Regions from separate parts of the Mus musculus genome. Here region 1 is linked to region 2. Evidence: chromatin contacts called from public HiChIP or PLAC-seq data. All regions are on one chromosome and are shown on one strand. The core of a region is the stretch at or near the end of the contact, and the rest is flanking DNA. Distances in the headings are between cores, read along the strand shown.

Region 1 (4,353 bases), core at 1,743-4,242, 210 kb before region 2:
CATTCCAAATCTTTTTATGTCCATTGGCAGTTTAACTGCGAGGGTATCAGATCACCGGGAACAGGATACAGCCATGAGTTGACATATGGGTGCTGAGGATCGAACCCAGGTCCTTGGGTAGAGCAGGCAGTGCCCTTAACTGCTGAGCCCTGTCTCCCACACACCCCTTCCCCAGGCCAGCTCTTTTTGAGCCCTACGGGTACCTCATTTTCATAGCTGCAGAGAAGGTATTCTGCCAGTGTCAGCCCGTTTGCTTGGGTGGCCTTTTGACTTCCCTGAGCCTCAGCTTCCTTATCTGATTGATAGATCTATCCTGCAGGGCGTGCCCATTGACCAAGAATGCTGATGTTGGAAAGCCTCAGGTCCCTGGTCTGGTGTCTTGTACCAGCTTTGGGCTCAGCAGATTCCCTATGTGGATGGGAGACAGCAATCACTGGAAGCCAGATTTCTATATATAGCTATTGCAAGGACAAATGGGTGGCTCTTATTGAATGGAGAGGCGATGCTGGAGGGACTGATTCCATAAGTGAAGGGTCAGGCTCAACTGACCTAAATCTATGCAGGCTCACTTATTCTTCCAGAAGGTGTGTAAGGATGTAAGGGTGTCCAGCTGCTGCCCAGGCTGCAATACCTACAGCAGTTTCCCCTCCCCAAATTCTAATAGTCACTGCCTGACTCATTGTGGATCTCTTGGTAATGGCGTTTCTCAGGTGGGGTAGGGAGCTTACATCAAAGAAGTATTGGTGGTCTCATATCCTGCTCCCCACCCCTCACCCCCCGTACTACCCTTCCTCTTGCTAGGGAATCAGAGTCTGGCTGCTGGCTTGTGCTGGGGAGCCTCCCTCATCCTCAGATCTGTTGGATTCCTGCCATGCTCCTTCTTTGGAGCTGGAGCCTGAACTCAGGGCCCCTTTGAGCTGCGTCAGAGACTGATCAAGGTTTCGAAGACGAGAACCCAAAAGGGGCAGCACCAACAAGGGGTCCTCAAGGACTGCATCCTACGCCTATAGGTTGTTAACTTCCTAAGAAACCTGGGACCAAAGGCTGTGTGGTTCCTATTAACATGTTAAAGTGGACGAGGCCAGGCTCTGTTACTACCCAATCAAGAAATTGTATTAGTATTTCTCGAGCCAGGTGTGGTGGCGCAAGCCTTTAATCCCAGCACTCAGGAAGCAGAGGCAGGCAGATTTCTGAGTTCGAGGCCAGCCTGGTCTACAAAGTGAGTTCTAGGACAGCCAGAGCTATACAGAGAAACCCTGTCTAGAAAAACCAAAAGAAAAAAAAAAAAGAATTAGTATTTCTCACCAGCTTCTCTTTCCTGTATACTCTCTGACATTTTGGCTAAGTGTTCTCTTGGTTCTTCTCATGGCCTCTTGGTCCTTGCCACCTCTCTTCATTCATTTGCTTGCTCTCTCTCTCTCTCTCTCTCTCTCTCTCTCTCTCTCTCTCTCTCTCTTTTCCTGCTTTCCCCCACCCTGTCACCTCTCATGGCCTGGTCTATCCTGTTGGCTATGTTCAGGCTGGATTCTTCCAAATGCCTCTGGCTGTGCTCTCCCTAATAGCTACAATAAAAACCTTCTCTTCGCCGGGCAGTGGTGGTGCAATGCCTTTAATTCTAGCACTTGGGAGGCAGAGGCAGGTGGATTTCTGAGTCTGAGGCCAGCCTGGTCTACAGAGTGAGTTCCAGGACAGCCAGGGCTATACAGAGAAACCCTGTCTCAAAAAACAAAAAACAAAAAACCTTCTCTTCAACCATACCTAGGAGTGATCATGTCCCTGTTTTTTTCATTCATCAGGAAGGAGGAAGGAGAGCACTTTAGGAGAGGTTTAGTTAATTATTTGGTTTTTCCAAAGTTTAAGTGTAACAGAACCCTGGCTGTCCTGGACTCGATTTGTAGACCAGGATGGCCTCGAATTCACATAGAGTGACTTCCCACTGCCTCCTGAATGCTGAGATTAAAGGTATGGGCACTATTGCCCGGCACACTACTTATCTCTCAATAAGGTTTAAATCTTAAGCGAGAAATGCAGAAAGAATGGGGTCCCTTGCAAACAAACTCCCAAGTCTGTTTCTTTCAAGGTATCTGACAAGTTGTAAATATTTAGCCAGGAGATATGTTCCTCCTTTAGATGTTTCGTCCACTTGATCTCCTAGCAGGCTATTCCTGGAGGAAATACTGATTTCTTGGGTTTTTTGTTCTTGTTTTTTGTTTTTTTTTTTTTTTTTTTGTTTTGTTTTGTTTTTAAAGTCTGATAGCCTACGAGAAAAGCACAACTGTCTCGTTAGACTATATTTATCCCTGCCAGACTGGTCAGTTGTTAGAAGGTCCGGTGGAATATAAAAGGCAGGAAGTCTTAGAATGAACGCCAGCGCCACTAGAGGAAAAAGATAACCTAAAAGGAGATAGAGGAGCAACCAACGGGAGAAGAAAAGGTCAGGATGTCCCAGCATCCCCAAGAGGGGTGTCAGCAGGGTCGGGGGAGACCAGGACAAAGCGAAGAGAGCCAGAAGTGGCAGCCTTCCTGGGTCTAATGGAGTCTGAACTGAGTGTCAGAGCACCGGTCCCGGGAGTGTATTTCTTCCTGGGTTCCCGGGCTGAAGGGAGGCAGTTATCTAGATAGGGAGGCGGTCCAGAGCTCTTTGTGTCAACTGTCTGGGGTCCCACTGGGCGTGCAGTCCCCAAAGGCCAAGGAGGAGAAGGTGTGTGTGGGCCCGTTAGAGCTCCAAGCAGCAGCATCCTCACGTGGAGCCCCAGAGGCTTCAAGTGACTGCGTGGGGAGCCGGGGAGTGTCCATCCCAGGTGAGGGTGACCGCACCCCAGTCACAGCCCGCGGGGAGAGTCCGGGCGCGGCCTGCTGGAGGCTGCTCCGTAACGGTACGCGGATCGCCCAGGGCCCCGGCGTGCTCCAGTGCCCGGAAGCAACGCCGCCTGGGGCCCCCGCTCCGAGCCGGGTCCCCTGGCGGCGCGCGCTGTCGCGATCCGGTGCGAGTGACGTGGCGTGGGCGGGGCTTGAGCGGCCGCCGGGGCGACGGCGCGACCGAGCATCCTGGAAGCTCCGGGCCACGAGGAGGTAGCTGGCGAGGCCGAGGAGGTGAGGGGCTGGCTCCGGTTCGGCTCGGGGTCGTTCTGGTGTGCGGCCGAACACTCTTGCGTGGCCTCCGTGGCCGCGTGCTGGATGCGGGGCCGGAAACCGCGTGGGGCGGAGGGCGCGGGAGAGACGCGGCGGCTGAGAAGAGGACGCCGGGAGCGTGGATCCCTGGAGTGGACCGCCGTGTGAGGAAGACGCAGGCGCGCGCGCGGGCGCGTGTGTGGGGAGAGAGACCCCGAGGGTGGCTTTGTGAGTGTGCAAGATCCCGAGTGTAAGGGGGACTGTTTGTGAAAAACTGTGAGATGGTGAGTGTAAGGGGCCGTGTGTGTGTGTGTGTGTGTGTGTGTGTGTGTTTGTTTGTGTGTGTGTGTAGACGGAAAAACCCAGAGTGCGAGGAGGAAAACCGTGGGCGTGAGGGTGGCTCTGGAGTGTGTGCGACCCTGAGAGAGACGGAGACGGTGAAGGAGGTTTGAGTGTGAGAGAAGCGGGCGTGAAGGCTGAAGGACTGAGCCCTTCGCAGTCCGTGACCGTGCGAGCCTGGGTGAACCTCCCTGGAGCACTGAGAGGTGGCGGAGGAGGAGGAGGAGGAGGAGGAGGAAGAAGCCGTTGTGTGTGAGGAGGGCAGAGACAGCAGGGCGGGTGTGTGAATGCAGGAATGCAGCTTCTTGGGGGCTGTTGAAACCTCTGACTCCGGTTGGGACTTTTAGAGTGCTGAGGTATTGGCGTTTGGGAACACGGTGCTCTTACTCTTTTGAGTGTCTCCTGTATTTTGTCGTCTCATTGGACCATCTCATGTCACAATTATCAGGAAATATTTGGGAAATGTTCGGAAAATTTCTGTTACTCTGCACACCAAGCCAAAAGGCTGGTCACCGCGTTGTGTAATGGGTCAGTATAAATAGAAAACACCTAATTTAACAAGTCTTGGGGAACCAATCGAGATCACTGGGTTATGTGTTGGAGAGAATGCAATCTCCGCTGTTATTGGGGGGCGGGGAGAACGACCCCTCTCAGTTTTGGGCAGCTCATCTAACAGGCTATATATGCTCAGCTGTTTGGCTCCTTATATCTGAGAGCCAATCGATCTCGGATTTAAAGACTTAGGGGGAGCAGATTTTAAAGTCTGCAACTGCTTCCTGGGGTCATTTTTACTTCTTTACCTGGTGAGGTCCTTGAGGAATCTACCCAGGCTTCCTATTTTGTTCAAGTTCCATTGTGATTTCATACAGATAGCTTTTGCTTCCCGACATGGGTCTTAGGCTG
Region 2 (4,180 bases), core at 1,261-3,760:
GAGTGGGGAGTATCTGGAAATCTTTCAGGGATGCTGCGTCCTCTCAGCTGGCTGCCAGCTCCGGGGATGCTTTAGAGGGTGGAGAACTTGAGCAGGATCGGAGGTCACAAAGGACAGAGCCCTTGAGATAGTTCCTCTGGCCTTGAAGATGACAAATCTCATAAATTATAGGCCAAATATCAATCATAGAAACTAGTTTCCACACGAGCACATATCTGAGCTGGTGTCAGGGCCCCCAAGGGTTGCAGGACTGATCTCAGACTCTGCAGACGTGGTCCCCAGCTAGAACCCCCCCAGAAAGAAAACATATTCTAGGAGGCCAGAGCCCTGAGGACTTTTCTTTTCCTGGGTAAAAGGATGTTGATTTAGACCTATCCTCTGATGGAAAGACCTGGTAGACAATAGTCAGGTCCGATGTCACTGTCTGCATAGCCTCTGCTGGGGCCTGGCCTTTTTCTTTGGTCAAGTCCCCTGTTTGGGACTTGGAATCCTGATGTTAAGAGATAATATAATCTATAGGGCATAAGCTCCACTGGAATTCGAGTTGTGCTCATTTCTTCATTTATCTATCCATTCATTTATATTTCAATAATCCTTATCAGATCCAGAGATGACCCAGGAAGGCCCGGCTAAGTAATTGAGACAACATTCATCACGGGGAACACTAACAGCTTCCCCACAACACAGTGATTAGATGTGGTTTGGGTTAGAAAGATCCCTTAAAGCCAAAATGGAGGAGACAAACCATCAGGCACGGACCACCACAGGAAGATTCCGTAGGAAGAAGCAAAGGAGACTCTGAGTGGAGCAGTGGTGGGATAATTCAAAGCCCAGCAGGGTGGTTGGCACGAGTCCAGGGCTGCCTCCAGTCTCCCTGGCTCTACTCAAACTGTTGTCATCAGTCACCAGCAAACATGGATTGTATAAACAATAAACAGATGGGGCATGGTTGGAGGGATGGAGGCTGGCGGTTAGGTCCCAGCAGAGAAGCCTTTAATGATCACTCAGCCGTGACAGTTGGGCCAGGGCACATATCTACCCAGATCCCCGACTCATCCCTCGCCTGCCGTCTGGGCAGCCCTACAGATGACTGTAGGGGGACACCCGGCTAGCAGGAAGCCACTGACACACATTCCACAGCTATTAGCCTGAAATGGCTCCCAGCAGCTCAGTCACCTGTAACACAAAAGCACAGAAATCCCCTCCTGCTCCTCCCAATTCCTCAGGGAGTTGATGAAGTCCCAAGGACCATATCCTTGAACTTCTAGGAAAGAGAGAACTCAGTTTCCCTTGGATAGTCCTTCTTCAAGACTGGGACGTAATGGAGGGGAAATTAGAACCTGGGATGGAGAGGTCTTAACACTTGCTGAAAGTTGAGTCTCAGCTGTAATCACCACCAAGCTTTTGGAACAAGGGACTCCTGTGGTGGTGGTTGTTGTTGTTTGGCTGTACACAGTGAGCAGAACACCAGTCCTGCATGTCTTGTCATCTCCACAACCCACAGATGAACCCAGAGGAGTGACACCTGCCACAACCAGAGTTCACCTTCAGAACAGTGTGCAGTGCCAAGGGACAGAGGAGGGAGGGACAGCAGGCAGAGGTGCGGGGATTGCTTGTGGATGAAAAATCCTTGGAGATGCATGGTAAAAGCAGGCAGCCCATTTCCATCTCTGTGCCACCTAGATAGGGAGATCACAAAACAGTATTTCACCCCATTGAGCTGATGCTGGACCCTGATCAAAGGACCTGCCAGCTGTGTTTGTGTCCCTCTTCTCTGGCCTGGGTCATGGATGGTGAAGACTTGGGGCTCAGGTCTTTCGAACCAGGTTGAAATACACTGAAGCCATTCTTCCCGTTTCTCTTGCTCAGATGGCCACTTACCGGCCAGTTGACACTGAGTGTCAGCAGTGAGTAGCTCCCCACCGGAGGTCTAAGTCAGGCCAGTGGGAGAATTTGGTTTGGTTGAGAGGAAAGTATCTCTGGATCAATGGCTTCCTGCCTGGGACTTGTCTATGAATCTTGATGCCTCTGGGTTCTCAGAATCTATGTCCAGAACCAGGAAGGCACTTAGAGCCACCCACTTTACCTGCCATTTGATAGGTGATGAAGCAGAGACCCAGAGAGGGGAGACAGGCCACCAAAGCCCTAGCCAGAAATGGTCAACCTTGTTGGCCTAAGCTCCAGGGGATTCCAGGACATCCACCCTTGACTTTCTGGGATGCACTTCTGGGAGCTTCCTGGGGGTCATTGGCTCAGTCCCTGTTGCTACCTTGGCATGTTCCCTGTCCTGAGATGCCACTAGCACCACCTGACCTTGTTTATGGAGTGTCTCAAAGAGAGACTGCCTGGGTCAGGTCTGCTGGGTGAACGAGGCCTTCCTGTTGGCCAGGCTCTCCCCAGGCTCAGAAAGAGCTGTCAGGCGTCTAAGGCTAGAGTCCAGCTAGACTCTGACTCAGTGCAGAAGATAAGGTTGGTGCAGGGCTGAGCAGTGCCTGGCACAGAGAGCAGGGCTAGGCTTGTAGCTGTCATTCTCAGCCAGGTCATTCCACCGGTCCTTTGATAGTTAAGTCAGAGCTGGGTACTGAGTGGTAGTGCCAGCCTGCAAAACCACAGGAAGAAAGTCTAGCAGGAGGCAATTGAGCTTAGGCCAGATATCCAGGCTGAGCAGCTCTGGACCCAGTGAACAAATCCCTCCTGAGGACCCAGGTGGAGGCAGGGGAGTAGTGCATATCTCTTGCAGCCCTGCCTTGGTGGTGCTGCTGGGAGCGGGGTGGGGGTGGGAAGGGGGGGCGGGAGGGCAGTGTTCCTCTGGAAAGGGAGGAATGCGGAAGGTCCGGGGAGGGGAGGGAGGCTGGGTTCTTAGTATATTAGTATAGCAAACATTCTCCCAGGCCTGATACCTTGACACCCCCTGGAGCGGCAGATGTTGGTGCATGGATCAGGGTAGTATAGTCTTGTTTCTAGGGAAACGGAGGTTCCCCTGGGAGGGGGGGGGGTGGCAATCTCATTGATAAAATAATTTTAAAGTGGGATCACAAGGAAGTTTGGGGACAGTTTTATTTAGATTTTGCAAGAAAAAACAACAGAGCAGGCAAACTGTACATCTTGGCAGCTGCCAGGAATGAACGAGATGGAGAAAAAGTCACTCCGTTTAAGTTGGAACTGAATATAATAGAAATAGCTTATCAAAACAGGAAAACCACTCCCGAGACTGGAAAGGAACTTATGTGCTGAGGAAGGAACCCAAAAAGTCTTTGGCCACTGCAGTGTGTGGTCCTTTATACTCCACATCTCTCCTGTTTATACCTGGAGGACCCTTTTTTCTGAGCATGCTCTGTTCGTTGGAGGAAGCCCAGGTAAAGAAGGGCTTCCAGTCTTCCTCTGCAAACTGGCTTCCTCATCTTAACCTTGACGTCACGTTCTCCATTTCTTACTCCTGTCACTGTCTTGCCCCCAAGACACAAGCTACACCTACACATTTCCTCTGCGCTTCTCTTTGAGTCTGCGCAGCCTGAACCCTGTATATCAGAGAGATGCCCTGGCTGCTAACCAACTGAGCACCAGAAGAAGCAGGTTGCCCTCTCAGCCCTCATGAGGTTCCCAGATTTCTGAGTGGGGCTAATAAACAGTTTAAATAAGAGGACATTGTCCCTCTTAAAGGACCCCAAGTTTGAGTCAAATGAGACTTCATTGTGGTACCAAGCAAGGCTCTGGCCAATGGCAGAAACAAGAAAGTAGGAATGTAATATTTGTACCTTCCCTAGAGGTTTTTAAATAACATTCAACTGGTGGGATTCAGTTTTCCCTTTTCCACCATTTGGGTCTCAGGGATGGAACGCAGGCTGTCAGGCTTGGCAACAAGGGTCTTTACACACTGAGCCAACTCATCAGCCCTCCCTGAGACTCTTAACAACAGGACCCAGGTGACAAAAGTCTGAGGAGTCACTTAAAAAAGCCATTTTAGCTCATCACAGTGGTCCACACCTTTGATCTTAGCACTTGGGAGGCAGAGGCAGGAGGATGTGGATTCAAGGCCAGCTTGCTTTTTACACAGCAAGTTCCAGGCCAGCTAGGGCTACATAATGAAACCACAGTGTCCTTTAAAAATAATAAATAAATAAATAGCCATCCTAGGTGCAGAGGCCAACCTCCTGCAGCTGGAGAGCCCCACCCATTCAAT

The links. HiChIP or PLAC-seq counts read pairs in DNA pulled down with a chosen protein or histone mark.
Region 1: a FOXA1 HiChIP or PLAC-seq map of pancreatic cancer cells shows a contact between it and region 2. The contact joins the promoter of Slc7a6 here to the enhancer-like site in region 2. A contact is called at or near these places in 3 of 39 promoter capture datasets (the C10 cell line, frontonasal cranial neural crest and hematopoietic stem and progenitor cells), 1 of 484 Hi-C or Micro-C datasets (nephron progenitors), 6 of 115 datasets of contacts at active chromatin or transcription factors (T-cell acute lymphoblastic leukemia, bone marrow-derived macrophages, embryonic stem cells and 3 more) and 3 of 9 other capture datasets (adipose tissue, embryonic stem cells and liver).

What each region holds. Positions count from the first base shown.
Region 1 is chr8:106,165,862-106,170,214 of GRCm38.p6, forward strand. Slc7a6 (solute carrier family 7 (cationic amino acid transporter, y+ system), member 6) reads left to right here and starts at 2,993. Exons shown (of 10, transcript NM_178798.4): 1 at 2,993-3,093.
Region 2 is chr8:106,376,116-106,380,295 of GRCm38.p6, forward strand. No RefSeq gene overlaps it. Among named protein-coding and RNA genes, the nearest start is that of Gm39238, 20 kb to the left of the region's middle. Within about 2 kb of position 2,511, at least 62 of the 459 cell types and tissues checked have an H3K27ac peak or open chromatin away from gene starts, as enhancers often do. A contact at or near this core is called in adipose tissue and pancreatic cancer cells, where this site is marked.